Linked DNA regions of Sus scrofa: region 2 is linked to region 1. Evidence: chromatin contacts called from public Hi-C data. All regions are on one chromosome and are shown on one strand. The core of a region is the stretch at or near the end of the contact, and the rest is flanking DNA. Distances in the headings are between cores, read along the strand shown.

The links. Hi-C and Micro-C count contacts between places; a contact is called where the count stands out from the background.
Region 2: a contact with region 1 is called in a Hi-C map of embryonic fibroblasts, with 1.6 times the contacts expected there. The contact joins two enhancer-like sites.

Annotation. Positions count from the first base shown.
Region 1 is chr16:3,589,613-3,593,029 of Sscrofa11.1, forward strand. No RefSeq gene overlaps it. Among named protein-coding and RNA genes, the nearest start is that of TRIO, 100 kb to the right of the region's middle. Within about 2 kb of position 1,924, at least 9 of the 83 cell types and tissues checked have an H3K27ac peak or open chromatin away from gene starts, as enhancers often do. A contact at or near this core is called in embryonic fibroblasts, where this site is marked.
Region 2 is chr16:3,718,116-3,721,532 of Sscrofa11.1, forward strand. It overlaps TRIO (triple functional domain protein), which reads left to right. Exons shown (of 56, transcript XM_021077142.1): 6 at 361-552. Among named protein-coding and RNA genes, the nearest start is that of TRIO, 29 kb to the left of the region's middle. Within about 2 kb of position 1,721, at least 12 of the 83 cell types and tissues checked have an H3K27ac peak or open chromatin away from gene starts, as enhancers often do. A contact at or near this core is called in embryonic fibroblasts, where this site is marked.

The DNA of each region.
Region 1 (3,417 bases), core at 674-3,173:
TCTGAGCCACAGTGGGAACTCCGGATGATGTCATTTCTGATGATCACTAATTGGTATGTCTGAATATCTCTCCTTTGATTCTGGATGTTAATTTATAGTGACTTTCTAGAGAGATTTTGTTTCAAAGATGGAAAATTTGGGTTACTACTCTAACTTTACCATGAGTCCCAGGAAATAACTTGATCTTTTTCATAAATTCTTTATACATTGGCTTCTCTTGGGAGTGATTATCAAGTCTGTAACATTCTTTGTTTTTATCAACCGGAGTGCTTGAGTTATTGTCATAAAATGCATAACGATGAAGTGTAGTGTAACTTGTTTGCCTTTGTTCTGGGCAGTGGTGGCAATAAAATTGTTTTCTAAACGTAATTATGATTTCTCATATTGGATTCATAGTGAGTTCTTAAAAAAAGGATCATCCATTGGCAGATTGAAATTTTACTTTTGGGAAATTAAAAGTGATAAGTACTTGATGGTATTTTACGGTTAGCCTGAAGGTATCAGTGAGTTGACAGTACTTGGATCATGCAGTTGTGTTGCCACCCACTGTTGAGTGATTCGGTAATTAGACAAGCATTTGAGAAAGGGGTTATTATTAAAAACAAATGGTAGCCAGCTTTTATAGGTGGAAGAGAAAGGAGTTGAGGAAAGCAGGGCTTCCCCGGTGACTAAATGGAAAACAGATGAAATTGGGGAGTGGGGAGAGGAGAAGGAGGAGAAGGTGAGGTAGGACACATGGTAGGGACTTAAGGAGATGCCTTATAGAATCATTTACATTGTTTCATATTAGACATATAAAAGTTCTGTGTCATCCAGCTTTATGATATGTAGGTGTATATTTAGCTTTTTCTTTTTTAATAAAAAATACATTTAGTGGAGAGAGTATAGTAATTTGTATTTACTAGGGTTAGATTTTAAATTTTGATTTAAAAATTTGATACACACACTTTTGATAATCTTGCTAGTCAGTGAACCCTTCGCCATTCAGTTTTATGATTATTTAAGACAATCTTTAATGCTCACTTATTCATCCATGCATCATTCATTTATTGAATAGCTGCTGTGTCCTAGGCCATCAGTAAAAGTAAAACTTCTTGGAGTTGATTTAAAGTTCTTGAGAGAATATTATATACATAGAAATGTATTTTAAAAACTTTTCAACTATTTGTATTAAAAATATCAAACTTTAAATACCTTTTTTTAACTTGATATATAATTTCCACATTTGGTGAAATGAAGATAGAATATTAGCAGTTTATAACAGTGAGAAATTAATTAGAACGTGACCCTACTTAAACATTGCAATTATGAAATAACATCTAGACTTATCTTAAAATCACATATCATGAATATATTTGAGAGAAGAATTGGAAATCATTACAGTCCTAGAGTGTAAAAGATATAAAGAATATCCAGAAGATCCAGCCAAGTCTCATTTATCCAAGAAAATTTTCTTAAGTAAATCGGACATCTGGTTTGTACCTCAACTTGTACAACCACAGTGAAAAACTGAATTATGTTCAGCAAAAACTGTACACACAGCAAATTATTCATACCGTTGTAAAAAAACCCAAAATATTTCATACTAGCGTGCCAGAAATATTAGTGCCATTATATGAAAAGGCTGTTGCTAAGTCTCTCATTGGTCACTGTAAGTAATCATGCTTTTGGCTAAAACTGCAGGAATGCCAGTCCAATTTTTTCAGCATTTGAAAGACTCTCAGATTGCACCATTTAAGGTAATGCTGGCCCGCTAAACTTTGTAGCATTTGATTGTAGACCATAAACTGAAGAGCCTGAGGTCAGAATTAGGCAATCTACATTATTTGGGATAATGAGGACAAAGGCCGGGGTTAACCAATAGCTGTTCTTCTCTCTCTCTCATCAGCCTGCAGAGAGCAGATGGAAATGGTCGAGCCACAGAGAGGTTGCTGCCGAATGCTGGTTTAGTAGACTGCAAGTGTGTCTGAAGTGTGACTAGGGTTAAGGACTAGTTTGTTGCTATTCAAACTGTCTCTCAGTTTGAAAATTCTTCCCTGATGATAAGATTAGGAAGCAAACAAGAAATTGCTAATTAAAAGCAAAAATACTGGCATCAAAGCACAGAGGATTTGTGTTGTTTTGGTTTTGTTTTCCACATATATATGAGAAGTGCGTGTCTCTGTGATTCTTGCCCTCCTGTAATGGTCAGCAGAAATCTAGCTTGTCCTCTGAAAATACAGTACAGTACCAAAAAACCCGGCACTGAGCACCAAGGGCTACAAGTAAGCTTAGGTAAGGCTGCTGCGGGAAAGGAAAAAAGGAGTCTGCTGACATGTCAGCATCACTAAGGTATAGATTCTTCATGTACTTTGGGGAAAGATCCACTTTATAATGCTGCTGGTTTATGGGAAAATTAGCTCATATTGGTCTAGTCGTCAGTGGCTGTGGTTTTTAGTGGTTTACACCCTAGGAGTTGCATGCACAGTTTGGCATATACTTTCAGGGCCTGACTTAATGAATGCTCCTTTGGCTGCTGGAGCGACAAAACGAGTTCATCCGTTTATCCTGGGCGTGGGCCCTTCAGCCAGCCGGGGGGGGGGGGGGGGGGGGGGGGGGGGGGGGGGGGGAGGGAGGTAGACAGGAGGAGCTGCAGGGAGTGGGAGCTGGCCTCTCTGAAGCTCTGAAATAGCTGCTCTAAGTTCATCTCAGCTTCCTAGTTCTCCTGGAGTCTTCTTTATGTCTGTCTGCCTCCCTGTACAAGTTCACCTCAACTTCATCAGCAAGAAGGGATTGACTGGTAGCTCTGAGAGGCTGGTCAGCCATGGTCAGGGCACACAGGGGGCTGCCACCTGACCTCTTGCCCCAGAGTCTGTTGTGGAGACTGGTTCCCTGGCTAAGAGCCTGTTATTCAGTGACTTTCTTATGACATTCCCTCCAAAGATAGAGCTCAGAAGTCAAGTAAGTAACATCTTGTCTAGAGTTAAGAGATTTTGGTCTAGAGTGTAGACCCATGAACTTGGATGGTAAAGAAATTAATTACATCTTTATTTTTCATAGCTCTCCAACTATATACTTCTTTCAATATATACTTTCAATATATACTTTCAATATACTTTCAATATATACTTTCTTTCAATTATGAGTGTAATTCAGTAGTTCTAGACTTGTCACCAGTGGACATCACAGATATTTTCAAATTCCCTTGAGTGTGGCTTTGCAGAACTTTCAGAATTTCATTAATGCTCAGCACTGCTTTGAAATGACAGTGGTTAGCAGACTGACTGCTAGATCTTCTTATCTAATGTGTAGTAAAGAAGCACATAGTACCTTACAGTCTTTAGATAACTTTAAACAAACATAAATGGTTTTATGTACTGTATCTTGCATACTTGAAAACAGTATTCCGAGAAGAGGTCCTGAGTTCACCAGATGGCC
Region 2 (3,417 bases), core at 471-2,970, 130 kb after region 1:
AAGTTCTGGGTGACTGCTTACCATCTGGGCCCTTTTCAGGCTCTGAGGCCAAGACGTGAGTCACAGACCTTCGTGCGCACTCGCATCTGTGTGCCACTGCTCCGTGCCTGCCTCTCTCTCAGCTGGTTGAGTTGTAGGTTTGCATTTAAAAATAGAAACTGAAACTCCTACTTGGAGTTTACGGAAATCCAAACAGCAAAACAGGTGTCCTGGGACCCGCCAGGTGATTCTGCTGTTAAAATGTAACTTTTAAGTTCCCAGGCTGTTTCTGAAAGCGCCCCCCCCCCCCACCACCACGTTCTTGGAAAGACGCCCCTTGTGGGCCTTCGCCCGACCAGCCCTCTCTCCTTCCTTTCGCAGAACGTGTACGTGAACATCAACCGCATCATGTCGGTGGCCAACCGCCTGGTGGAGTCGGGCCACTACGCCTCCCAGCAGATCAAGCAGATCGCCAACCAGCTGGAGCAGGAGTGGAAGGCGTTCGCCGCGGCCCTGGACGAGCGCAGCACCTTGCTGGACATGTCCTCTGTCTTCCACCAGAAGGCTGAGAAGGTCAGTGCCTGCTCCGGTCCCAACCCCGACCCCTCCTCCTCCAGCCCCTCCCAGCCTGGGGCAGGTCCCCACCCGCTGTGCAACCTCAGAACTTACCCCACCTCTCTGTTCCTTACTTTCCTCATTCGCGAAGTGGACATGAAGGGATCTACCCAAGGGGCTGTTTGATGGTGTGAAGGAGGTAATCATATTGGGTGCCTGGCACGGTGCCTTCTGTACAGTAGGTGCCATAAATGCCCTCTACTCCCACTCCTCTTCTCCCTCATGGTCATCACCTGAGAATTCCAGTCAGGATACTTTGGTGTGAGTAACGGAGTGCCAGACTCTGGGGGTTGGCTCTTCTCACAGAACAGAAAGTTGCGAAGTATAGGGGGTTCCAGCCGCATGGAGCTGTCGGGGCTGGGGGGCTCCTGGCCTGGCTTGGCCTTTCCCTGTGGTTGGGTCACAGGTGGATGCTGCAGCCCTAGCGCCAAGGCCCTCAGCCTCTTCTCCTGTCACTTTCTCAGGGCAACATGATTTGCAGAAGGTCCCTCCAGCCCAGCAGGCTTCCCCCCGGTCCCCTTTGCCAGGAGTGGGGTGCACAGGAGGGAAAGTGGGAAAGGGCAGGGCTAGGATTTCCGCCTCCCCAGCAGTGAGCAGGCTCTGCCAGCAAGGGCTGGGCTGGAAAAATGGTTTTTGGGTCAGTGGTCTGCAAGGTCTCTCACAGTTGTTAGATTACTGTACGCATTTGGACCTCACATTGGCTTCATCTGCTGATGGTCTGGTCATGATACCTTATCTCAGAGGTAACACTCCCCACACTCCAGACAGGTTAACCTGCCCGAATGAACGCAGCAAAGGAAAGTGAACTGCTTGTGTCTCAGAAGCTAGTGGTGGAGGCCAGGCAGTAAAACACCTTGTCAAGATGTGGAGGAAGAAGGCTCAGGAACGTTTAGCCACTAGGAAGGCATGTGGGAAGGAGACACATGGTTACCTTAAGTTACAGGAAAAACACTGGTAGAGCTTCCTCAGGGATAATTTTTTTGGGAAAAAAAACTTACATTCATAGGGATTTGCACTGATGCTTCTAAAACAGAAATAGTATCCTTTTAATCTAGAAACAGTCTCCGCTGAGGCAGCGAGGGAGGGCAGGATCTTAGCAAGGCAGCTGGAATGTTGCATGAGATGCTAATCAGTAGTGATCTCAGCTCCAGAAACCTTTAAAGTATGAAGCAAGAGAGGAAACAGAGTGGGATAGAAAGAGGAAAAAATCTTAATAGCCTCATGTGAAAGCTGTGAGTGGGGATTTAAGTTTTAGTGGTAAGATTTTTCTGCTTACTAATCTAATGAATTTAACTAGTTTTATGATAAAGGAGAAACAAGAGCCCCCCCACAAAACCAGTTTGTTTTAAAGTAGCAGGAGCCCTCTTCAGCACAGAGCACTGTCAACACTTCTCTGTGGCTGCCTCTGGTCCCTGTCATTGTCCAGGTGATGTTGCTCCCTGGATATTACCATGGGTGGGAGATGAGCCATGCGGCCCTGGCTGCTCAGGTGCGGTTTGGAGTGGTAGCATAGTATGGGTACAGCAGCCCCCAGGGCTTGGAGGTGTGTCACTTGGCAGGGGGCCCCCAGAGAGGTAAGTTAAGATGATGTGAATACATTTGCAATAGGGGAAAAAAATAAAGAGGAGTTTCCGTTGCAGCTCAGCAGATTAAGAACCTCACTAGTATCCATGAGGATGTGGGCTTGATCCCTGGCCTTGCTCAGTAGGTTAAGGATCCGGCCTTGCTGCATGCAGGGCTGCAGCATAGGTCGCAGTTGCGGCTCGGGTCCAGTGTTGCTGTGTGTGTGGCTTGCCTGGCAACTGCAGCTCCAATTCATCCCCTAGCCTAGGAACTTCCTTATTCCACAGGTGCAGCCCTAAAAAGGAATAAAAAAAAAAAAAAGTTTGCAATAGCGCTAGCTGCTGAGGGGAGTGATGGACAGTCTGAAACAAAGTAACACGTAGGGAAAATCTCTCATAATGGCAGGATTCAGAATTACAAATGAACCCAGAAGATTAATTGCTGCTCTGAACTGCCTGAAAATAATGTAGAAATGTGAGTGCCATGGGGTGTTTTCCACTAATGTTTTATTATCAAAAATTTTAAACAGCAGCAAAGTTGGAAGAGCCTGGTGGGTTTTATTTGGATAAAATGAATGGTGGTAATTTATGGATTTGAAGGAAACTCAGTTGGATGAATCTGTGAACAGAATTTCCTGGGATCCTGAGTGAGCTCTAACGGCGCATGTGGTCCCCGTACACATCAGGGGCCAGAGACGCCAGTATAGCCTTAGAGGCAGAGTGGCCTTCTGGGGAAGGCTCACATCTCAGAGGGACTCTGACTGAGGCAGTCCGCCTGTGCCAGGCAGCTGAAGCATGCAGAGGGGACAGCTTCGGAAAGCACTCTCTTCCCTCAGGTTCAAGTGTGTATCTCCCCCTCCACTGAGTTTCAGATGCAGCAAAGAAGATCACACCTAGTAAGTAGTTGACTTGTCCAGCAGAGGAATCTCCAAATAGGTCAACTCCGTCCCCTCCTCCCCTTTTTGGTGTAATACTATTTTATTAACACTTAAAACTTCACTGACAATGCTGGCCATGCCTTATGCTCAGATTCTTGAAATAAAGACATGTGGACAGAGCTTTAAGGGTGCAGTGTGAAACACAGCATAAAATACTAACAAAACTTAAGGAGTGGTATAATAACTATACCTCTGTACACAGGTATAGGGACAAGCCCTCCAAGGGGAAGAAAAGCTCAGGACTGAACAGAGGTCCTTGGTTAGTGACAGAATCTCCCCTTGACTTCAGACATAGGACAGACGAAGGAGTCTGTCAGTTTACA